4 separate regions of the Mus musculus genome follow, and all the other regions are linked to region 3. A link is a contact called in public promoter capture Hi-C data. All regions are on one chromosome and are shown on one strand. The core of a region is the stretch at or near the end of the contact, and the rest is flanking DNA. Distances in the headings are between cores, read along the strand shown. Region 1 holds the start of Elovl1 (elongation of very long chain fatty acids (FEN1/Elo2, SUR4/Elo3, yeast)-like 1). Region 2 holds the start of Spata6 (spermatogenesis associated 6). Region 3 holds the start of Cmpk1 (cytidine monophosphate (UMP-CMP) kinase 1). Region 4 holds the start of Ybx1 (Y box protein 1).

The links. Promoter capture Hi-C pulls out the DNA fragments that hold promoters and counts their contacts.
Region 1: a promoter capture Hi-C map of pre-B cells shows a contact between it and region 3, with 6 times the contacts expected there. The contact joins the promoter of Elovl1 here to the promoter of Cmpk1 in region 3. A contact is called at or near these places in 1 of 39 promoter capture datasets (pre-B cells) and 3 of 484 Hi-C or Micro-C datasets (B cells, CD4 T cells and muscle stem cells).
Region 2: a promoter capture Hi-C map of pre-B cells shows a contact between it and region 3. The contact joins the promoter of Spata6 here to the promoter of Cmpk1 in region 3. A contact is called at or near these places in 4 of 39 promoter capture datasets (the C10 cell line, cranial neural crest, pre-B cells and 1 more) and 3 of 484 Hi-C or Micro-C datasets (B cells, LSK cells and pro-B cells).
Region 4: a promoter capture Hi-C map of pre-B cells shows a contact between it and region 3, with 2.4 times the contacts expected there. The contact joins the promoter of Ybx1 here to the promoter of Cmpk1 in region 3. A contact is called at or near these places in 1 of 39 promoter capture datasets (pre-B cells) and 1 of 484 Hi-C or Micro-C datasets (CD4 T cells).

What each region holds. Positions count from the first base shown.
Region 1 is chr4:118,424,641-118,431,121 of GRCm38.p6, forward strand. Elovl1 (elongation of very long chain fatty acids (FEN1/Elo2, SUR4/Elo3, yeast)-like 1) reads left to right here and starts at 3,453. Exons shown (of 8, transcript NM_019422.3): 1 at 3,453-3,575; 2 at 5,856-5,915; 3 at 6,075-6,265; 4 at 6,423-6,481. The coding sequence starts at 5,870.
Region 2 is chr4:111,715,915-111,721,904 of GRCm38.p6, forward strand. Spata6 (spermatogenesis associated 6) reads left to right here and starts at 4,096. Exons shown (of 13, transcript NM_026470.3): 1 at 4,096-4,343. The coding sequence starts at 4,293. It overlaps Gm33192 (a long non-coding RNA gene), which reads right to left and starts at 5,435. Exons shown (of 2, transcript XR_376552.3): 1 at 5,303-5,435.
Region 3 is chr4:114,983,013-114,988,772 of GRCm38.p6, forward strand. Cmpk1 (cytidine monophosphate (UMP-CMP) kinase 1) reads right to left here and starts at 4,216. Exons shown (of 6, transcript NM_025647.3): 1 at 3,954-4,216. The coding sequence starts at 4,121.
Region 4 is chr4:119,291,276-119,297,576 of GRCm38.p6, forward strand. It overlaps Ybx1 (Y box protein 1), which reads right to left and starts at 3,238. Exons shown (of 8, transcript NM_011732.2): 1 at 2,929-3,238; 2 at 2,467-2,530. The coding sequence starts at 3,088.

The DNA of each region.
Region 1 (6,481 bases), core at 2,203-4,702, 3.4 Mb after region 3:
TGTGCCCAGGAAGCATGCCTGATGCCTGCCATCAGTTTACCAGACTTTTATCAGTTCCTAAAACCTCTTATCTTGCTGCGACTCAGGCTCAGGGAGTGCCTCGCCTGCTGCTGAAGAGAAATAATCTTTATCAAACTCTGTAAGTGTCATCCCAACCTATCGACAGACTGCATTTCTACACATTTCAGCCTGTGACGTGTTTTCCTTAGCCAAAGCCAGTCTGTGTGTGTGTGTGTATGTGTGTGTGTGTGTGTGTGTGTGTGTGTGTGTGTGTGTGTGTGTGTGTGTGTGTTTCTGATGGGTCCCATTGTCTTTCCATACAGCCTATAAACAAGATCCCACCCTTTCCTGTTAAAAGCAACCAACCATTAGTATCAATTTAGAAGTGAGAGCCAGGCACTGAGTCTAAAAGCTTCCCCCCCCCCCCATGATTCCTGTGTGCATTCAGGGCCAGCAGTTATAAACAGAGGCTGGGGATGGTCACACATGCCTGTAATCCTAGCACTGAGGGGACAGAGGCAGGAGGATCTGGAATTTGAAAGCAGCTTGGGCTGCATAGTGAGATCTTGTCTCAAAACGCGCACACACATATACACACACACACACACACACACACACACACACACACACACACACACACACACACACACACGAGCATACAGTGGGGAGGGTTGGGGGAGGCTGGGGTGGCTCTGAGTTGGAGAGAACTCTACTTAAGAGTTTCCATCACCTACCACATCTTTTGCTTCTAGGCCATTACATTGCCTCTGTGTGTCTCAAAAGCCTCTCCCTAACTGCTAGAAAGTGTTTCTGAGTGTCAGGTATCATTTCAGAGAAGCCTTTAAGAACAACCACACACACACACACACACACACACACACACACACACACACACACACACACACACACACACACTCCCCAGAGCTGATTAGGTTCCCCATTCCCCAGAGCTTTCATAGGGAACTTCACCTACATGTGACTGTGTGTTCATTTATGTGTATGTCTGCTCTCCTGGGCTGGGTGCTTTGAAGACTCCATAGCTGTGGAGATGCCATTTGGCAGACTTGGGCTATATCGGGTATTGGAAGATGCTTTCTGTCAGGACCAAGTTAAGAATAGAGTCTTTGAGTTTGTTCACTCATATAGTCAGCCAACATTTATTGAAGCCTTGCCACAGTCATCTCTCAGTGTGGCCCAGATGAATATGCACACACTTGAAGCTTCCTGTTTGTTTGACTTTAGGACGGTGTCGTCATCTTGCCAGTGTGCTTTCACAAGGGAGATGTAGGCCCAAATCTCTCGGTAGGACTTTCAGAGCTGTTTATGGATTTGCTCGTTGTTTAGGAAAGGTTTGTTAAAGGACTACTCATTAAATCATATACAAACATGTCCTCTGTGTAATGGCCTGATTCTTACCCTGACTGTTAATATTGAGACAGAGACTGCTAAGCACTTTACACGGGCTATTGCCTTAACCTTCACAGTAAGCCTATAAGCTAGGGACCATTTGTTCTCATTTTTAGAAGGTTCCATACCTCCTAAAATATATGCACGATCACACACACATTAACTGGGACATTTAAGCTCAGAACTTCAGAGTCAGGTGTGGCCTTAGAGCTGTTTGAATACACATGAAAGCCATCAGGACCTTGGTAAGTATTGGTTAACTCAATAAACACTACTCTCAAGAGAAATATAAAGATGTACTGTTCTCTCCGGGTCTTAGTTTCTCCTTTCCTTCCATTGTCCTATGTATTTTTAACAGCAAGTCAGAAAACATGTACGGTTAACTGCATGACAGATAATAGGTCCAATTGGAGTTAAGAGATATGACTAAAATATGAACTTTTCCTGCTGAAAGGATCGTGGAGTTGGGAAAGGTGCAGAAAATACATTAGTCAGAAGCAGGAGTGGTTTACAGAGTGGAGATCTGACTGCATCTCACGATGATGAAGGCTTGAGAGTCAGAGGCAGCCCCATAGATGGATATGTTTGTATGTAAATTTGTGCACATTCATCTAACAAGTCTTAATCACACATGCAAAACACCATCCCGAACGCTCCACTGGGAGCTTTTGGATCCACCACAGATGTTCACTGGAGAGAAAGCTGCTGACATTTGATGGCTGGAGTTCAGGCTATGGCTTGAGAATGACATTTCAGGGACATGGGGGTCTAGTATACAATGATACAGAAGCTGGGTTTGGAAGTAAATTCTCTGCTGGTTGTTTTTTTTTTTTTTTTTTTTTTTTTTTTGGTCAAGAGTAGGTGCTAACAGGTAAACAGGTAATCTAAAGAATGCTGAAAACTATACTCTGGCCTTCATCTCTTATCAATGCCTAGGTAACCAAATCCACCAATTATGAACCTATTATCCTTCCTAGCCACTGCCTCTTCTAAATTCCTCAACTCTCTGCCTACTTACATCATCCAGTTGTCCAAGCTGTAATTGAGTCTTTATAGGAAAGACAGATTTCATGCCATGCAATAGTTGGACTATCTGGTGCTGGGGTGGGTGGGTGGTGGTACTGAATTGACATCTAACTCCTCCCCCACCCCTACCCCTGCAACGTTGTCTGGCTTTCCCAACCCCATCTGTTACCTCTTCAGACCAGCTGTTTTCCTCTCACCTGGTCTCTCTAGTACCTTGTACCTGGGTTATAAGTTATGTTAGTGTGGGGAGCAGAGCTTAATGTGGTTTCGCTCACTGTAGATGGCCAGTAAATGTCTGACAGATGAGATGAGCTGCCTCAAAATTCTTGTTTTCTTCTGCTTCTAGAATAAGTCAGGCAGCCTCATTTGGCCTCCAAGATCTACTACATTGAACCACAGCCAATTTCACTTGCTACCCCCACCCCCACCCCCTTTCACTACCTTGAAGGCCAGTTTAGACAGTGATTCACAGTTCTTGCCTGGGGCCACTTGTATTCTCCCATCTCCGTTCCAGGAAATCCTCTCTGTGCCTCCTAAAGCTAGGACTCATCCAAGTTTATAGGCTCTGAGAAGCATGGTGGTGGCCGACTGCTGCCTCCCGCTAAAGCCTCCCGCCACCCCAATCAGCCCTTAGTAGGCACAGCTGGCCCTCCTCTTCCAGGAAAAGCCTTGAGGGAACGGTTGAACCCTGGAAATTTCCCGTAATCATAAGCCGCGACTGTCACAAAGCAGACAGGAGATGAGTGGGTCCTCATGCTGGACTGGACAGAGGACCACGAATGGGGCCATGCAGGCTGAACCTCAAGAAGAAGCTGGGTGCGGGCCAAGCCATAGTCATCGGCGGGACAGGCTGAGAGATGCGAAGGAAGGGGTGGAGAGCTGGGGCTGGGTGTGCTTCCTGCCCCGGGATCTGGCGACCCGCCCCTGCTCCCGCCCTGGCGGCCAGGCAGGCGCTGGACGGCCCCTCCTGCCTCGGCCAGCCGCCCAATCAGCAGGCGCCCCCCGCCCGGCCCGCCCCCTCCCCCTCTGGTGACAGAAAGTCGGCCCAGCAGATGAGGAAGTGGCCGGCAGGCGGCCCTGGGGACTTCTCTCCGGCCCTGATCCCTTTGAACCCTTCACTGCTGCCCGCCTGGTTTCCACTGGTGAGTGTGTACCTTCCATGGCTCCCCACGTGCCAGCGCCCCCTGCCTGGCTGGCCAGGCTAGCCCTGCCCTGCCTGCCTTGCCCTGCCCTGCCCAGGCTGTGGGCGAGGCTGTTCCTGGGGCGAGTGGGTGGGAGGTCCCAGGCACTGGGGCTGGGCCTGCCCACAGGATCCCTCCCCGGCACCTTGGCCCCTGACCCCCATTTGCTCACACCTAGTTCTTTTTCAGCACCTCCTGGCCTTCCACCCTTTGCCCACTCCTCTCTTTTCCCTTCCTGCCCCATGCCGGTGCCCTTTTTCTTTTCCATCCATCTTAAGGGAACTGGCTCTGTTTCACTGCGGGAGGGGGGTGGTGCGCACCCGGGTTTCCCTCAAACTTAGGGAGAGATCCTCAGAAGTCTGGACTCCCTCTTGCCCTCTGGGTCACTGTGTATCTCCCGGTGTTAAGTGGTGGTGAAGGGCGAGTGAATTGGAGGAGGTGGTTGAGGGAGGAGATAAGGAACTGGCAAGCTCACGTGTGTCAGAGCACATGCCTAAGTGCTAGGCCCCACTCCAACATAAGCCACCAACCAAAGTCTAACTGTAGGAAGAAATGAGTGTCACTCACCAGAGAGCTGTGTGTGCAGAAGGGAGGTGTGGGTGAAGATGTACCCATGCCTGGTCAGCTGTATGTCCCGCGGTTAATGCAATCCCTGACAGGTGTGAAGTTTAGGAGCCTGGCATGTCCGAGTCCAGTAGGGAGGCCTGTTTGGGTGATGTGGTCAACAAGATATGCCTGGACTGTGTGTGGATGTATGCTGGCTAGCTCCTGGCGCGGTATGCATGTCTCTGGGGGTGGTTGAGAGCGGTGTGATGAAGGTACATATTACTGTGTGAGAGCGTGGATGTGGATGGTAGAACTCAAGCCCCAAGGCTGGAGATTGATGGAGAGCAGCTGGAGCACTCCGCTTGTTGGGCAATTGCCGGAGTCCTCTGGGACAAAGTCCTAGGCTCTCCTGGGTCTAGGCTAAATTTTTGTATCCCTATAAACTTTCCCTTGGCATTCCTTCCAACTTTGAGGAGGAGGGGACCTAGCCCATGAGGCTCCCTCCCAGAAGAGGGAAAGATTCCTGAGACCTCCCCCACTCTCCCACCTCCTCACATACCACTGGTGTCCTCACCCCTCCCTGGTAGGGAAGGGTGATGCCCATTCTAAAGTAGGACAAACTAAGAATTCATGGCTGGTTTGGGAGAGAATGCTGGGTGTGGATTTTTTAGCAGTTCTGGCTTTGGCCAGACGTCCTGGCCAGAAGTTTCTGGAGAACCTACAAACTTATCTGGCTGGTCAGAGGTGGTGAGGCTGGGGCTCACTTGGCTTTCTCAATTCTGGTGGGTCCTGCTCCTCTAGGCATTGACCTGTGGCCTGGACCCACCCTCCACCCCATGCCCAACGTAGCGGGGGCGGGAGGAGGGCGGGGCTGCTACAAGATCTAGTCAGACAGGTGGAGCCGCCAGGGCAGGAGTCTCAAAGAGCCAGGCTCCTGGAGTGGAAGAGAGAGAGAGGCAGAACTTGCCCCTGAGAAGAAGGGAGGAGAGAGGCTGGAGGTGAAGCACTGGAAGAAGGCAGGAGGCTGGAGGTGAGAGCCTGGGAGGCAAAGGGGAAGCCCGGGGGCACTGGTGTTCACCACAGAAGTGGAACCCTAGGTTTGTTCAGGTACTAGAAAGGACAGAAGCAGGTGGGAGTCCCTGCAGGGGACAGAGGCGAGAGGAGAGTCTTGGAAAAGGGCCAGAGGGACTTTACCTGGGAGAAGGGGGTATGAGAGGAGTGGCTGAAGGGGAGATTCTCTGGAGAGAAGAGTGTCTCTCAAAGCTGAGAGATGAGACTGCTTGCCAAAAAGGTTGAGGAAGTTCACTGGGAAGATGAACTGTGTTGTGAGGAGAAAGGCTCCAGGAGACCTGGAAGGCAGGTCTCAGAGGGAAGGAGGAAGGCAGGGAAGGGAAACACTCGAAGAGAGTGGAGGGGAAAGGTGGGACAGCTCCATCCAGGCAGGCCGGATGCTTCGGCAGCCGATGTTCCAGACTGTCTCTTCTCCCAGTACACGCCTGCTCACCATGGCCTCACCATGGCCAGGATTCGACCTGGGGCCTTGTGTATGCTAGGAAAATACTTTAGTTCAGAGACCTATCCTTTTGTCAGTGAGGCAGCAGCTGTCTGATTCTGTATCTTGTCCTGTGGACCACATGTGTGATGGGGGGCCATGCAGTGGTCCCTGCCTAATACCTCCTCTCCATCCCTCCTTAGAGTCCTTAGCCAGGATGGAGGCTGTTGTGAACTTGTACCACGAGCTGATGAAGCATGCGGGTAAGCTGCTGTCTATGGCACTGCCTTCCTTCCCTTCTTCCCTGGTATCCCAGGATCTAGGGTTATGTCCTTAGGAACTCCTTGTGACCTGACTCATGTCTAGACCAAGGAAGGCTCTTAAACCCTGTGACCCTCACTCCTTTGACATCCTATTCACAGATCCCCGGATCCAAAGCTACCCTCTGATGGGGTCCCCCTTGCTAATAACATCCATCCTTCTGACCTATGTGTACTTCATCCTATCGCTTGGGCCTCGAATCATGGCTAATCGGAAGCCCTTCCAACTTCGAGGCTTCATGATTGTCTACAATTTCTCACTGGTGATACTCTCCCTCTACATTGTCTATGAGGTAGGCTGGAATGCCTAGGCTGTAGTTTCTGTTGAAGGTTAAGAGTTAGGGTACAGGGCATGGGCCAGAGCATGGCACTATCTGTTGCCGAGGTTCAGTTAGTGAAGGGGAGGGGTTGCTGGGAGAGAACGGATGGTTTAATCCACTCTTTTCTTAGTTTCTGATGTCTGGTTGGCTGAGTACCTACACCTGGCGCTGTGACCCCATAGACTTTTC
Region 2 (5,990 bases), core at 2,846-5,345, 3.3 Mb before region 3:
GACTATCCGAGGAACTCAATATAATTAGTCTACAATAAAAAGAAATAACGAAAGCCAGACATCAGGAAGCCGGAGCAGTGAAGTTGCAGACCCACCCAGGGTAGAGATTGGATCTGACAGGACCTGGGCTGCTCCTAACCTTGTTCAGAGGTGCTTCTTTTTTCAGTGGGTTGCTGTCAATGCAGAGACATATGCATGGTCAACATGCTCAGAAGAAGAAGTGGAATGTTCAGTCTTAAATGGGACATCTTTATTACATACACCCTCCTCCAAGGATCAGGGAACATTGTGTAAGAGAAAGCAGAAAAAAAATGTAAGGGGCTGATGTTAGGGAGGAGTGCTGTGAATGGCTGTTTTCAGGACAAGACATGGCTGCCACATTCATTAGCTCACAACAGCGTTGGGTAGCAAGAAAAGTCCTAATCAGACAAACTTTCCTTACAGATGAGCTGTTGATTTCCAAGGCCACATGTCTTCCTAATGGGTTATTAGCAGCTCATAGCTGCTGGAAAAGGTAGTATCATTCTTCTCCAAGAACATGGCTACTAGTAGGGTTCCTGGGATCCAAGGTTTCTCCCCACACCCATCCATATCTGGTACTTATTGGGTTAGTGACTTAAAGCAAGCAAATAAAATGGAGTCATGAAGCTAGTCAGGAGAGGGGGGATATGGAAGGAGTTTTGGGGAGAAGTTGGGATGTATATGATCATTGCATACATGTGTGAGTTTCTCAAAGAATAAAAACACATTAGAAAATAGAACAACCAATAATACATTTTAATAAATATTGCTTAAGCCTTGTGAATAAATAATAATACTTTTGATTTAAAATAGAGTAAATAATATATTTAATTTATAAAAATAAACCCACCACAAAAGAAACCAGAGTAATAAGTCAGTATGGTGCTTTAAAGAATAACAAGTGTGACGCTGCAACATAATATGAAACTTGAAGTTCAAACTTGAGTAGTTAATATATGACAAGGTGGTTCCACCAAGTATGAGGGAATACTGAACATTTAGTAGACCCTGTCAGGTAACGTAATTTAGTCTGGTTAGGGAAGAAACTGGATCATGGCTTACTTTAATATCATGTACAAGAAACAAGTCTTGATTTACTCAGTATTAAAATGTGAAAGTAAAACTATAATGTTCGTGGGAAAAACATATTATATTTAAAAAGAAACCCCAAGACTGTTGTTTTCTTAAAATGTGAGGAGCTCAAATACCAACTGTGATTGTGAAAGAAAAAACACACAGGCTCATATGTTTGTATACTTGGTAACCAGTTAGTGGAACTGTTTGGGAAAAATTAGAAGGCATGGCCTTGTTGGAGGAGGTGTGTTCTGGCGGTAGACTTTGGAGTTTTAAAAGATTTGTGCCATTTCTTCTTTACCTGTCTTTGTCTTTCTGTTTCTGTCTCTCTCTCTCTGTCCTACCTGAGGATCAAGATATAAGCTCTCACCTGCTCCTGTTGCCATGCCTTTGCTCCACCATCATAGACTTTAAGCCTCTGAAACCATAAGACCCAATTAAACACTCTCTTTTATACACTGCCTTGGTCATGGCGTTTTATCACAGCAATTGAACATTAACTAAGAGACACAGATATAAGACAAAAATGACTGCTGATTGGTAATAATGAATTTAGATGTTTCTTTTTCCCATTAATTAAGAAATCTGGGCAACACTTATAATTCTTTGACAAAGAGATTTTTGCAATGCCCCAAATGGAATTTATTAATTAATCAGATACACAGGGTTACTATCAGAAAAATGACCCCATTTTCAAAATAGTAATTTACACTAAATATAGAAGAAATTCTTGTACTCATTAAACCATGTGCTATGAGTGCTCACTAGTAACCTGACAAAATCAAAAGCAAGATGGTATTGTCCATGTTGGGGCAACTAAGAGAGCTCAATAATGCAATGTTGGGAGGAATGTGGAGCTGTGACCTTCAGATGTCAGTGGAATGATTTGTTTACACTTGAATACACGCACATAAACATATTTGTACATGTAAAATTGAGGTTGTCTTCTTCCTCCCAACCTCATGCTCCTAATAATAAGACTTAGACTCAAATATATTTACAAACACCTTGGCCATATACTCTTCTTTGACTAGATCATAACTAAAATGACCAAATATTTTAACCTACATTGTGCCACATGGCTGGTTATCTGTGCTCAGGTACATGTGTACATTTTATCACATCTTCTCGGGTAAATCTTCTGGCACCTTGCTCTATCCCAGAATCCTTTCTGCCTTCTGAATGTTCCACCTTCTATGTCCTGCCTAAGCCATAGGTCATAGGTTTTTAAATTGAGTCGATGCATCCATACAATACACAAGATATTCTCTCTACATGCACATGAGAAATTAGAGATCAAGCACAAAGGAAGAAGTATATTTGCAACACAGAGCCCAGACAAAATGATTATCCGAACACATAAAATTAAAAGGAAAACAAAGAGAGAAACAATCGAATCAAAATGGTTATTGTAGCTATGAGGCTGTTTCCAGAGAGTGGATTGCTAATGAAACCCTGCAAAGGCACTCAAGCTCAGCAGTAGTCAGAGATGCAAGACTAAAGCATGACGATGAACAGAAATACAGAGACTAAAAGTGCAAACATCCATGGTGCAAAAAGTGGAAAAAAAAGCAGTCATATTTTTCTTGATGAAGCAGGAATTGGTGCAGCTTTGGAAGATGTTGCGTATTACTCTAAAGACCCCACATGTGCAAAGCCTGCACAGGCTTTCCAACTCAATACATACACATATATTAACAGACATATTCTAAAGGTTTAAAAATTATTTATCTCTGTGTTTCCATGTATACATACACATAAGTCTATCAGGATACCAGAAGTCACACCAAATCCCCTGTAGCTGGAGTTACAGGTAGCTGTAAGCTGCCCAACGTGGGTACTGGAAATTGAACTCTAGTCCTCTGGAACAGCGTGCTTTCAATTGCTGAACTACCTCTCAGTTGCTAACATATTTCAGAACCTTCATAACAGTATTGTTAATGAAAGCTAAAATATGAACGATACAAGTGCTCATCAAAAGTACATAGGATAAAGAATGTACACATAAGTCGTTGTATATTTCTGTATCATAAGGAGATAAACAAATCACAGAATATATAAGTATTAAATCTATTTAACATAAAAAAGACAAATTGAGCAGAATGTAGTTTGGAAATGCATAGAAGACTTACAGTAATGGAGGTCATTGCAGGGTTTACTATCAGGGAAAAGTTGGTAAGGCAATGCTCAAGGCATTTTCTTTTTCTTTTTCTTTTCTTTTCTTTTTTTTTTTTTTTTTTTTTTTTTTGGCTCAGTAACATCCTGTTTCTCAACTGGGTGATAAAATCACAGGTACTTTCCTCTCCATTGTTAGAATGTGCTCTAAAGTTAATGTATTAAAATTAACTTTAACATGGACTTTAACTCGACAGTTTGTTAGGTTCTTTTTATCTTTGAAGGTCTATGGCTAGGCTCCTCTATTCTGTGAGTCTGTTATTGAGAGTTCAGCCTGGGCAACAGGCATTGAGATTTGCGTAGTGGTGAACTAGACAGGAAATCCTGAAAGGAAATAGGGGCACACTGACAGAGAATCACAAAACAAGTGACTAATAAGAGGACCATAATAGTGATTCCAGAAGGCGTCTGGGATTTTACTTGAGAGATCCTGGGTTCCAGCCCTGTTTTGCCTTTGTCTTGGGCGATATTTTCCTATTTCTTATATTGGTTTTGTAAATTGTATCATAAAATACAAACTCAAGGAAGATTACTAATTATAGGATAGTTAGGAAAACTGAAACTACAGGTGTCAGCCTGTAGTTTCAGTTTTCCTAACTGAATTTGCTCATGAAACCCAGGGTTCTCAGTTCTGGGTTGAGGCCCACAGCACAGCTAGCTGTTCCCTTTCCTATGATTTGCACTCATAACTTTACGTCACAGAAGAGCCGCTCAGCCCCACCCACTGAAGCCCCTCCCACCACAATCCGGGCCCCGCCCACTGCCTCTTGCTCCGTAGTGTCCGGCCTTGGCGTGGCTCTTCCGGCCCCGCCCCTCCAGGCTGCCATGACAACGAGTCCGCGCCCCGCGCTCAGCTGCTGTTCGGGCGGGACCCAGGCTGGACCGCGGGCCCCGGCCTGGGGGCCACAGCTGCCACCTCCGCCGCCACCTCATCTCCTCCCTGTCCCTCGTCCCGCCCCGCGTCTTCCCGCCGTAGTCGGGCCGGAGGCCGGGGTCCCTCCCCGCCGCCCTACCCTGCGCGGATGCCGAAGGTGAAGGCGCTGCAATGCGCCCTGGCGCTGGAGATCCGCTCTGTGAGTACCGGCCCTGTCCCGCCTCAGCCTCCAAGTCCGCTGCCCGCCCCCGGCCCTGGGGGACTCCTGGAAATCTCCAGTGCTTTCCCACTCCAGCCTCTCGGGGGCCTCACCCCAACTTCCAGTTGGAGTGCTTTTGGATCTCTTCCTCACCACTTCGGAGTTCCGCTCCTGGGGCAGTAGTTCCTTTGAATTCTGCTTTACTCTTTTGGTGAGGAACTCCTGAACCCTTGCTCCAGTCTGGGGTGTGTAGCATTTCCGCTTTCAGATCCTTCCCCTAGCTTCCAGTTAAAGTAGGAACGCCTTTTCAGTCATGGTGGAGTCCCTAACTCCAAAAACAACTTACTTGTGACGTCATTGCACCAAGTTTTCTTAGTTTCTCCTCTCAGAATAAACCCAACTCCTCAGAAGCCACTTCAGCTCTTCCCTCCAGTACCCAAACACTCCAGACTTTGCATCCTTCCAATCCTCCCAAGAAAGACCTGGTCAGCTTTTCGGACAACTACTGCTTGGAGCTTGTAACTCCACTCATCTACTCTCAATTCAGGGGACTCTGTCCAGCCTCCTTCAGTAAATCTAGTTGAGGTGGGGAGCCCCTCCTGCCATCCAGTGAGGGGCTGAGGTCTTTCCGGGTGTTGAGAAGCCCCAACTCCCTTTGATAACTGCAGTCTCCTTCAGAGATTTTTGAAGTCCTTCAGTGTCATTCCCAAGAGACCCCCTTTCTCCCCTTAGAGGAGAGGCATTCTAGGAGAACCTCTTCAATTTCTTATTCTGCTGCTTTTCACGCCTTTATCCTTGAAATGCCCTCATTAAGACTCAGCCTACTTGTTGGTATCACTGCATAAGTAGGGATAACAGTACATATTCCCTGTCATTTTCTGGGCCTGCCCCAAGGGGCTCTCTGGCATTACCACCCCCACCCCTGTTGGCCTCCAAACTAAGCTTTTCTCTGCACTTACCCCACGCTTGCTGCACTCACTTCTTTCTGGCCTTCATTTCCTCTCCTTGTGGCTGCAGCAGCCCTGAACTTAAACCAGCATAGAAGTCACAAAATTCTTTCAAGTCTTTTGTTCAGTCTTAAGGAGAAGCTTGGGTGGGGGCAGGGAGCTGCAGGGGCGGAGAGCTAGCAAGTTTCTGGGACTTATGTTTAAGAGGCAGGAATTTTTATTCAGAAACTATACTGTCCCTAGTCCTTAGTGCTTGCATCACAAGTTGACTTTCTGGGAATGCTTTTTTGCAAAGTAAGATTAGTTTACCAAAATAATGCATAATGATTTCTAAATATGCCAAACTCAGAGCAGTGAGTAAAAAATGAACTCCAGTCCATAACTTTGTCATTGGCTGCTGCTTCCTCTCTTTGTAACCAATGGATTAGCAGCCTGACAGACTGCAGTTGCCTAGCAGGCTGGCTGCCCTGGTCGCCAATCCTTTGCTAAGAGGAAGTACTCTGTTGTGATTATAGCCCAAGGGAGTCAGAGACAGTTTATTTCACTATGCTGCTTTCTTAATATACAGTTTACTGAAGAAAATGGATAGCTGTATCGCCAAGGTATCCTGGTGCAAATATTCCTACTTTTATAAACATTTGACTTACAATATTTTATAGTTCCTCAAATCTTCCAATACATTCCATTTCATCTCTTTATT
Region 3 (5,760 bases), core at 2,966-5,465:
ATAGAACTTAAGGTCTACCAGATTTTTCTTTAGTGCCTTCTGAATACAAAGGGCGAGTTCTGGATTTTGAAATCAAAATCTTTCAAAATTCTGCTCAGCATACTTACCATTCATTCTCTCAGAGTAAACAAAAACATCTCAAAGATAGGTCTTATTCATATGTGAGGTCCAGAAAGCTACTTGGGTGCCCCCTAGAGACCAAATTTTTAAAATGTATTCAGCTTCATGATACAGTCTTCTGTCATCACTTTTATTCAACAACAACCTACTATGTGCTAGGTACAATGCTCAACAACAGAGAAAAAGATAAATAAAATCAAGGTTTGATTTCTATATGCCTAAATTCAATCTCATCCAAAACTTTGCTAAGCACAGAGTGAGTCACCCATTCAAGGAGGCTCTTAAGGAAGTCATGACACAGATAATAAATAGAAGCTTTACTCACTACTTACGTAAACAAAATGTTCACAGTATATGAAAAAGAAAGTAAGTATTCTTTCCAACTAACCCACACAAAATTGTGCATACTATTTTCAAAAATAACTTTAGGTTACAGCACTCTAATTTATTTTTGATCAAAACAAATATAAAGCTTAATTTTTAAAAATTAACAAGTGAGGCCTGATGACCTGATTTCCATCCCTGAGCTCACATAAAGGTGAGTGGGGGAAACCAACTCCACAGAGCTGCCCTCTAGACATGGACCAAAGCACATGCATATATACTTATGCACACACAACAGAATAAGTAAAGAAACTGTAAATGATACAGCACCCCCTGAATCTTAGAAATACATCATTATACAATAGTTCCACTGACTCCTTACTTCAAATAAAATCTTTAGAGACTTAGAAAATAGTATAAGAGAACACAGATTTAGAAATAATTAGAAAATAAAATTAAACTGAAAGGATCACTACAAATGAATGAGTGAAGTCAATTTCCAAAGCTCCCTCAAAACTTCTCATCCCAGTAGGAGATACAGTAAAAGGCTCTCTCTCTCCATCTTACATGCCCTCCCCTTCCCTCCCCATGGAACAATTACTAAAGTGGAGTGTGGCTCCAGAAAAACTTCCATCTTCCCGGCAACACTCTCCCTTGCCTAACTTCAAGGGTTCTGCATCCCTGAAACCAAGGTGGACTTCTGACAGCACATAGCAGCACACACTCCAACCCTAGCACTTGGGAGGCTGAGGCAGGAGAATAGTTTGAGGCCAGCCTGAGTGAGGATAAAGAGACTACACCTCAAAACAAACAACACAACACAACTTTTGGCAGCCTGAATTGAAACACCAAAATAAGCTCTCTCCAAAGAAACATTTCTATAATCAACCACATTTCAGGTACCCTGTGAACCAAATTTGCTTTGATGACAGTTGATGAATTTAACATTAAGTTATATATTATAACATTTTCCCTAAAGGAAAAAAATTAATTTTAAGCTTGCCGTCTTTGGGGATTATGTTCACAGCTGCCTACATAATGAAATATTGAGCCAAAATGCAGACTCAAAATGGGGAAAAAATGCCTAACTTACCTGACTATAGACATCCCAGTGTTTATGTGACCAGCTAAGGAACAGTCATTGTTAAATTATACATCTGAAATAGCAGATTATCAGGTGGATGTTTATGGCAACTGGAAGCAACAACAAACAATTCAAAACAATGTATTCTAGCTGGCTTGGTGGGACAGGCCTATAATCACAGCTTTTTGACATTGAACCGAGAGAACCACAAGTTCAAGGCCTGCCTTAGTTAGAGTGAGTGCAGGGAGTACTTACTGAGAATTTTAAAGTACACGGTACAAAGAGAGATGCTCTGTCATAGAGTGCATGCCTTTCATGTGTGGGGGGCCCTGGGTTCCACTGTCAGTGCAACCAGAAAAATGAACAAACACAGAAACAAACAGCCCACAGCTTCAGCTCATGTAACTGCTCATCAAGGACTCTGTAAGTAACAGGTATTAACAGGATTAGCAACTATCATTTCACCAAGTAGAAATACCAGTCACTCAGGACAGACATTTTTCATCCAGTGGAGTAATGGGGGAATTATCAGATTGAGTACAGACATTTAAGGACATAAGTTCAGAAAAGTATTTGGATGCACTCAATATGAAAGTCATAAGCCAAGTTTTAAAATGTAATGCACCTTTAGGGGTTGGAGAGTTGGCTTAGAGGTTAAGAGCACTGACTGCTCTTCCAGAGGTCCTGAGTTCAATTCCCAGCAACCACATGGTGGCTCACAACCGTCTGTAATGGGATCCAATGCCCATTTCTGGTGTGTGAAGAGAATGACAGTGTACTCTCTTTAAAAAAAAAAAAAAGTAATCCACCTTTAAAATAAAAATGACCAGTTGCAGATAGTTATCTTATACCCAACCTGCTGTTCCTTGCAGTACATTAAATCAACCTGGTGTCTTTCTAAAAATAAATTAAATGACCAATATAATAAAACCAGGAAGCTTAAACATTTGCATCTATGTGCAGGTGTGAGACCTCATTTAGCAGTCACAGATACAAAACAAGACATTTCATTTCTATTTTCTCCCTTCTTACAAAGTAACTTAGGCTAAAAGTAACTTCTCTGGGGCTAGGAAAAACAATAGCAATCTCTGGGGCTAGGAAAAACAATAGCAGGGTCAGGTCTTGAACTGCTTACCTGTTTTGACTCACTCCCTCCTTTACCATGCTATCTATATTTTAATCATTTTACTTATAAACTGAAACCATCCACTTGTCATTTGGCTTTCTAATAGATAAAACAAACAGAAGTAAAAATAAGGAGAAAAATTCTATGTGCTTTGTGATTAAACTGATTTTCCAAAGTTATCTGTAATTCTAGACATAACTGTAAAACACACAACTTTTAGACCACATTACTTTATTTATCTGTGGTTGTTCTTTAGAGAATAGACTATAGGGCAGGAGCTGAATATATGAACGTGGAAAAAAATACAAAGCAAATATAGGCCACGGCTTATAGGAAAAGAAGAAATTATCAAGTTCTGGGTCAAAACCTTTTATCAAGCACTCAATTTAAAGGTGAATGTTGGGTGTTTTTCCCCAACCCTGCCATTTCTTTCTGATTGTCTTGTTTTCCTTTAAAACACTGCCCAAGACAGTCCATTAAGCCTTCCTCACCGCATCATTACAGCTCATAGGGGCTAGAAAAAACAAGACAGTCCATCACTACAGCTAACACGGGCTAGAACCCATACCTGCTTGAGTTTAAAGTCTTTGCCTCTCTCCGTGTACATGCCACCCCTGACCTCAAATACTAAAAGAATGGAACTGGTAAACTTATGTCAAAACTTTAATTGTATTTAGTTATTTGTGTGGGCAAACCCTTGAGCTCTAGAGTGAACATCATAGGACAACTCGCGGGAGTGGGGTTGTGGTTCTCTGTGGGTCTCAGGGATGGAACGTGGTGGTAGGCGCCCTTACCCGTTCAGCCATCTCTGCAGTCCTAAAGCAAACATTATTTAAAAAATGATAAGAGGATTTTATAGTTGGGTGGTGTTTTACTTTCTCGGAGAGCAGAGTTTTTTATTTGCTTAGACAACTGAGGTTCACTGAGAGTGAGTGACTCACTCGCCCAAGGAAAAGGGCGTGAGTTGTCAGCTGGGCCAAAGGTTAGCGCCTGGGCTCTCACAAATCCGGCACTTTAACTACCACAAGATCCGGGTCGGGTTCCTCGAGGCCGGTTAGCCGGAGACTGACAGCCAGAGATGTAGCGAGAAGACCCGGATCCCAGGAGTGGAAGCAAGGGCGCGCGGAAACAAAGCACTCGTAGACTCGACGCCCCTCGGCCCGGGCGCGCGGTGGCCGTCGGGACTCGTAGTCCGCTCCCCACAGCGAGGGGCGCGGCCGCCAACGCGGCTGCTCCCTCCGGCCCCGGCCCGCTCCGCTCAGCCCGGGAGCTCTCCGTCGCCCTCCCGCACGGCCTCACCTCGACAATGCGCGCGCACTGGGTCCCCTTGCCCGCACCGGGCCCGCCCAAAACGAACACGACCAACGGCTTCATGAGGTGGAGAGGGAAGAGCCGCAGTGTGCGGGTCAGCGGCGGGCAGCTCGGGACCAGGACGTGCGGGAGCAGCCGACGACAGCTGCTCAGCATACAACGCGCTTCTGACAGCGGCCGGCGCGGCGGCGCGGGCGGGGCGGCAGGGAGGGGGCGGGCAGAGCGGGCGCCGGGGCCCCGCCGCCAGCTGCCGGCCGCCGTGACAGGAAGGGGCGGGGCCTCCGTGCGCTGCGCCAGCTTCCGCTCGCGGTTCCGGTTCTTCCTAACGTGGCTGGAGACCCAAGGCATTTCAGTTTCAGAACCTGGATTGACGTTTAGGCAGACCAGTGGTTCAATCTCCCGGGTTTCCCTTTCCCAAGAGAAGCGGCCTAACCGAAGAGGCAAGCACAGGAGTCAGTAGGAACAACGGCATTGTTGGGAAGGAAACCAAAGGAAAATGAGAACAGTTTGAGGTTTGCAAAGAAGGCCTCTAAAGAGGTGACCTTGGAACCAAGACTTGAGGACTGAAAAGAGCAGAGACTTGGATGCAGTGACCCGCCAAGAGAGAAGGGCATGTTAGAAGGTTAGGGCTGGATAAGTGGAATGGAAAGTCATTAATGGAGAGTTGAGTCGGTTATGGAAAAGCACTTAGGTTATATTCTAACCGCAGGGAAAGACTTTAAGCTTAGCTCTGTTACCCTGACTCGGGCCATTAGGGAAAACTCTGAAGAGAGAAGAAAAAGAGTGAAAACTGAGCCTGGATGAACACAAACCTTTGAAAATTGGAGTCGGCAGTGGTAGCATTTTCATGGAGTTTTTTATAGTAACAGAACAAAGCTATGAATCATGGCAATTTTTTTTTCAGATAACTTGGTAGAGATGGTTTCTAGCAAAGCTGGTACTGTTATTGGCCCCAGATGCCAAATGATGACGAGAGGGATGAGACAAGCTGATCCAAAGGTAGTGAGTTATCTCAATGGATGGTTCACAATCAGTTACAGATTAAACTTCCTTCCTCCTCACTGCTGCACTTGACTAGAGATAGAGTAAGACAAAGCCCACCTACCTCAGAACTCCCCCAGTGTGCTTTAAATTGGGCCTGCAAGCTCACTTCTCGGTCTTTCTTGGTAATGGGAGACCCCAGCATGCTGAACTTCTGCAAAATAAAACACTCTTTGTATTTACATACTTTTTGAATCCAGGGTGTCATTCTTTGAAAAGTCATGGACCCTTACAATCACATTCTTAGCCTTTGGGTTTGGAAGCTAGGATTCTGTTTGTATGTTACAAATGGACTTACCTAATAGTCACAAGAATGTTAGGTCACATAGAGGTGAACAATAAATGGTTGATTGGGGGCTAAGATAGATAATTTGGCTTTGGACCTACAATATTCCAGCTCCCCAAATAAGAAACCTGAAGTCAAAGGCTGAAGCAGGAAGATGATAGGTTTGAAGCCTGACTGTATTCCCAGCACTTGGGAGGCAAAGGCAGATGGAACTCTGTGAACTCAAGACCACCCTCATCTGGTTTACACTTTTAAGGTCCAGACCAGCCAGAGCTACATAGACTCCCATCTCCAAAACAATAATGAAACCCAAACAGCTCGATACAAAATTATATTTGCAGCAGCTGGTAGGTGGAGGTATGAAAAGAAGTATTTCACAGCCAGCTTCAACTACATAGCAAGTTCCAAGTCAGCTTGGGCTACATGAGACCCTGCTTAAAACAAAAAACAAACAAACAAAAAAATTTC
Region 4 (6,301 bases), core at 1,988-4,487, 4.3 Mb after region 3:
TAGCAGAGCACGACTCACGGGATTACATGCATGCATCACCATGCTTTCTTAATGCAGTGCTATGGCTCAAACCCAGAGCTTTAGGAACACTAGACACTCTATACTAAAGTCAAAGGAGTTAAATCCACAGTCCCTTTATTTGAAAAATTTACAATAAAACCAGCATTTGAAAATAAAAGCCTGCTGGGCAGTGGTGGCCCACGCCTTTAATCCCAGCACTTGGGAGGCAGAGGCAGGCAGATTTCTAAATTCCGAGGCCAGCCTGGTCTACAAAAAGTGAGTTCCGGGGCCAGGCGTGGTGGTGCACGCCTTTAATCCCAGCACTCGGGAGGCAGAGGCAGGCGGATTTCTGAGTTCAAGGCCAGCCTGGTCTAGAGAGTGAGGTCCAGGACAGCCAGGGCTACACAGAGAAACCCTGTCTCAACCCCCTCCAATCCCCCCCCCCCAAAAAAACAAAAGAAAAGCCTTAGGACAAAGATTTCTGACCAAGTTGTAAGAATTCACCAGTCAACAAACCTCTCTCTAAAGGCAGAAATGAAATCTTCCACGTAGTTTATAAAATAGCTAAAGAACCTAGAATATATAATCCAGAATTCAGTGCATTGCAATAACTGAATCTCCCATTTTACACAGGTTGACCACCTCTGGAGTCAAGTTATTTCCACTGTTTCATACCCTATACTTTTCCTAACTAGGACAAACCTTTAGCTCACAGGAACCAGAATTTACAGTGTATCTCATTTAAAAACCACAGCATTAACATAATGGCCTGCTTAGAAACAAAGCACAGTTTAAGCAGTTAAATAGTAATTGAGGTTAAGGCAGTCTAACAAAGAGTCATCAAAAGCCAATTTACATTTAACTTGTCCGGAAGGATGATCAACAAAGTTGATGGTAAGTGCTGTAACCTACATAATGTACAATGTAAAACTGAGGTATACACATCTTAGATAGACACTACTTCAAAAAAATGTGACAAGCCCAGACAAATATTAAAATGTATTAAACACATACAAAAACCACAATTTGCCTAACTGGAAGGGCTGCTAAGGAGGGCTAGCTAGTTATAATGGACTGAGGGTTAAAATTGTCCTCTGGAAGGTGAGAGCAGACTATTCTCCGCATCACCTGGGACCATCAGGATGAACATTTTAACCCAACCAGGAATAAGGACCACTTTAAAAGCCACCAGGACGTCAACCCCACAAGCACCAAAGCCTTACATTTTTTTTTCTTTGCTCACTAGTAACCCGGGGGGGGGGGGGGGGGGGAAGGAACCCAGGACACATGGTCAGAAAGGCAAACTGCCCGTGACAGGAGAAATCCTAGAGTCTGGAAAAACAAAATGTTTCCCTCTAATTGCAACTGTAGAGAACAGTCCATTAAGTGATTGTAATCGCTTTTGCTTGAGTGTTTCCACGACTGTGTGGGGTTCATCAGTGAATGTTTTTCATCACTCCGTTATTTTAAAAGCCTATAGCTGCCCATTCACGAGCACTGTGCCACTCTGTAGCGCTCTCTTCACCATCTACTTATTTAACGCCTTCTAAGCGAGCATGTAAGAGAAAATGCTGAAATGGCGCCAAGTATCACAGCTGTACGGCCAGGATTGCTGCTGGCACTCGCGGGGCTCTACACCCATGCAACTGCACTAGCCTTGGCAGCCATCTTGAAAAAGATGCCGGGCTCACAAGGGAGCCCAGAGTGCAGGCAGCGCCTGCACTTACCACCGCCGTCTACAAACCCTTCTCTGGATCTATGAAGGTATAGTTTACAACTCTAAGCCAAATACAACGAAGGCTAAGTTCCCAAGGACTTATGGCCACTCCAGCAAGCTATAACAAAAATTGATTTGATCAGCATGATTCCCTGACAAGGAAGTAAGAGAAATAAAAAATGAGGAAGAACCATTTCCTTTCAGATACGTTACTCGTCGTTTGGACAAATAAGAAGAGCCCTCTTTGGCTACAGAAGGTCTATAGGAAAAATGTGCTCGAGGTACTAAATGGACTGAATATTCGAGTAGTCTAAACAAAGGCAACATAACCTTACAGTACAGATAACATCTCAGGCAACTGACATGTCAAATCCCGTTCCCCGAGAGGTTAACAAGGTGAAAGATCACCTGTATGTTAATTAGCGGGTCACATTCTTACATAGCAATTTCAAAGCAGAAAGGGATGTCAAGGTTAAAAGCGTGCTTAGCCTGGAGTTGCCTCAGTTTGATGCAAGGTAACTGTTAAGGCATGGCTCATGCGACGCGCCTGCCTTGACCTGCTTTGTGCCAAAGCTTTTTGAGGCTAGCTCAAGATCGGTACTTAACAGCAACACAAAGCGAGTCTACAGACCCGCTAATCCCGTCACCCAAGGAAGAAACACAGGGTCCCAATCCCCCACCCTGTCATGCCCGCGGTGGCTCTGGCCCATGCAGGAGGCGGACGCGAGCTTTCCACCCCGGCATCTCACCTGTTGATGAAACCGTATCCGTTCCTTACATTGAACCATTTGACTGTTCCCAAAACCTTCGTTGCTGGAAAACAAAGCACAACAACGTCCAATCACCGGCTGGCCCTGGAAGTCGGTCCAGGATCTAGCCGCAGGCCCGGGCCGCCGCCCTCGCCGCACACGTGGGTGCGCCGGGTAGCGCGGGTCCGAGGTGGGTGTGCGCCCGGGAGGCGAGCACGTGAGGGCCGGGGAAGCAGCCCGCGCTCCTCCGGCTGCGTAGGCGGCGGGGCGGGGACCCCAGCACGAGGCCCCGGGGCGGGTGGGCGCGGGGGAGGGGCGGCGGCGGCCGGAGCAGCGGCGGGATCCCGGTGTGCGCGCGCCGCGGGCCTCGGGGGGGAGGGGCGGCCGCGTAGTCCGTGGCTCGGGCCGCGTCGCCTAACGGTCCGGCCCGCGGCCCCATCCCCGGTCCCTTCTGGCGCTCACCGATGACCTTCTTGTCCCCGCCGGCGGGCGCCGCCGATGTGAGGCCACCCGGGCCGCCACTACCCGCGCCGCTGCCCGTGGAGCCGGGCTTGGTGTCGGCGGCGCTGAGGGCGGCGGCGGGGGCGGCGGGCGGCTGCTGGGTCTCGGCCTCGCTGCTCATGGTTGCGGTGATGGTGACTGGGGCCGGCGGCGACGGCTGCGGCTCCTCCCGGGTGTGATGGTGACTAGGCCGGCGGCGGCGGTGGGGCTCTCAGGGCTCTCTGGGGTCCGCTCTCCGCTCCCGCTACCGATCGAACTAGCGAGAATGGCGGGACGGGCGGGATAAGCCCCGCGATAGACCCGCCCTCGTCCTCCCCCATTGGTCCGCATCGTTGTCCATCTCACCACCTGACCGGGTCTCTAGCGCCTATTGGCTCACGCTCCGCGGCTCCTGCGCTCTCATTGGTATCTTTAGCGACTAATTCGCCCGACCCACAGCTTCTCAGGCCTCCGCCGCCATAGAGACCGGAACTAGAATGAGAGCCTCGGCCGTGAGCACCATAGAGTACCGGGAGGACGCGCAGAGGGAACGTTCCCAGATGGGGCTGCGCTCGTCGCGCACGTGGGCCGCGATCGCCGGGCCTACTCCGGCCTCCTAGAAGGGGCTCCTTCCCACGGCTGGGTGAACGCCGGGGCCTCCTTAATGGGTCAGGCTTTTGGTGATCCAGTCACCTTGGAGGGACCACGCAGGCGCTGGAGCTGCCACGACTCAGCGTGTTCAGGGCGGGGGTGATCGTTTCCCCCGGCGTCCGAGGAAATGTATTTCATACTGGCCACAAATCAGATTTAATTTCGCCTCACATTTATTGGATGTTAGGGTTTTTGACTTTATAAACTAAGCACTGTAGACAAGGATTGCTATCCTTGTTTTTATACACTGTAAAACACACGCTGCCTTCTTTCTGAAGCCCTCCGCCTACCTTCATTCATTCTTTATTACGCATCTACTATTGACTGGGGATTGAAGTAGTTTGCCAGTTAGTTTCTGCTTTCTGATGGTGGAATTTTAAACGCCCACCACTTCTTGGTTGGGTGAGCACAGCGTTTGGGGAGTGGGAGCAGGAAGAGTTGGGTGGTGACATTTCAGGCAAAGGTAGGTTTGTGCAAAGGCCTAGAAAAGATAGGGTCTCACGGAGACTGCAAATAAAGGAAACCAATCGAAGTAGGAATCAGAGGTGGGCAGAGGTGTTTTTAACCTGAGATTCTTCCCCTGATCACCGGTGAGCAGTGTAGCTTTCGCGGTGTAAGTAAGGAGTAGCATCGTTAAAGAAAGAAAAGGCTGCTGCTTGGAGAAGGGGCTGCAGAGAGAGAAGGGATGGGAGTGGGGGAAACAAGAGGACCTGAGATGGCTCTGTGTGTAAAGGCACTTGGCCAAACCTGAGTTCTTGCCTTCAGCTCCACATAATGGAAAGAGAAAGATAGCCTCTTCCTGTAAGCTGTAGCTTGACCTCCCCACGAGCACTGTGGCATACTCCTAGCTCCCAGTAAATAAAAGCATGAACTAGAAATACAAAAAGAACGCTAAATCCGACGGGCTGTGGTGGCGCTCGCCTTTAATTCCAGCACTTGGCAGGCAGAGGCAGGCGGATTTCTGAGTTCGAGGCCAGGCTAGTCTGCAAAGTGAGTTCAGGGACAGCCAGGAGAAACCCTGTCTCATTCCCCCCCCCACCACCACCACCACCACCAAGACCAGGGCTGGAGAGATGGCTCTGTGGAGATGGCTCTGTGGCTCTGTGGTTAGATCACTTGCAGTCCTGATGTTAAGACTGGAGTTTAGATACCCAGAATAAATGCTGAGTGGGCATGGCAGCCCTCTCTTGGGATTTCAGCCTGGATCCCCAGAACAAGCTCGCCTGCAATACTACTATCATCCAGCCTTGGGTTTGATTGAGAGACTGCCTCCATGAATAAGGTGGAATAGCAAAGGGAAACAATTCTGGACATCAGCCTTGGGCGTCCACACACACGCACACACACACATGAATGTGCGTGTGCACACCATATACAAGAAATGTGGAAAGAAAAAAAATTTTTTTTCCGAGACAGGGTTTCTCTGTGCAGCCCTGGCTGTCCTGGAACTCAGTCTGTAGACCAGGCTGGCCTTAAACTCAGAAATCCGCCTGCCTCTGCCTCCCAAGTGCTGGGATGAAAGGCCTGCGCCACCATGCCCAGCTGAAAGGAATAAACGTTAACTGCTGTGGAGAGATAGTAGCAATTCTGTCCAATCTGTCTTTGCTGCTTAGGAGTGTTCTATGTCCTCATCTGTCTGCCCTCTTGCTTTGAAGGTGAAGCATTAGGATGCACTGATGCAAGCACCTTTAATCCCAGCATACAGAAGGCAGAGGCAGGTGGATCACTTAGTTCCAGGACAACCTGGTCTACAGAGTGCCAGGACAACCAGGGCTACACAGAGAAATCATCTCAGAAAAAAAGAAACAACAAAAAAATCACCCCAGGATGGACAGGCCCTCCCCCAACACCAGGCGAATCTCCTCACAATTCTGGTTTTTGCTTTTAAGGAATGCAAGGTAATAAATCCCAGGAATGTCCTTTGCAAAAAAGCTTCTCCTTTGTCCCCCTCTCCTCAGGCTCAGCTTTGGAAACACACCCTGACGCACCCTGGCATCCTCCCTAACCCCGATCAATACATGAGCATTTTCATCACAGTCCAAGGTGTAGGTTTTTTGAGACAAGAGTCTCACTGTGTAGCTCTGGGTGGCCTGGAACTATGCAGACCAGCTGTCTTCAAACTCAGAGACACACTTGCCTCTGCTTCCCAAGTGCCTGGTGCCTTCAAAATTTTAGTATTTTTGTGTATATGGTGTGCATGTGTATATGGTGTGCCTGTGTTTCTGTGTGTGGGTCCCAGATGTCGGTCCTCACTTTCCTGATGCTGAGACAGCTTCTCTCATGCTGCATATTTCAGGTTAGCTGGCTGGCACGCTTCCCTGAATTCTGTTTCAGCTTCCCATCTTGCTGCTCATGCACTGGGATTATAAACACATCTGGCTCTTAGATGGGTTCTAGGGAGCTCAACTGACACCATCATACTTGTCCAGGAAGCTGTTATTGGAGGAGTGAGCCATCACCCCTGCCCCTGAAAAGCCCCACCTGTTCCAAGTTTTCTATTCTACCTGAACATCTGGTTCATGTAACACATATCTACTAGATATTAGATGCTTAGTTTTTCCAGATGTTAGGACGCAGCAGTTAAACAAAAATCCCACTAAAACTAAAGGCAGCAGACCACACTTCCTGCCTTGACCACCTGCCTGTCTCCTGTCACAGGCATGGGCCACATCTTACTCTTCTTACTGCTTCAGCGGAGACTGGC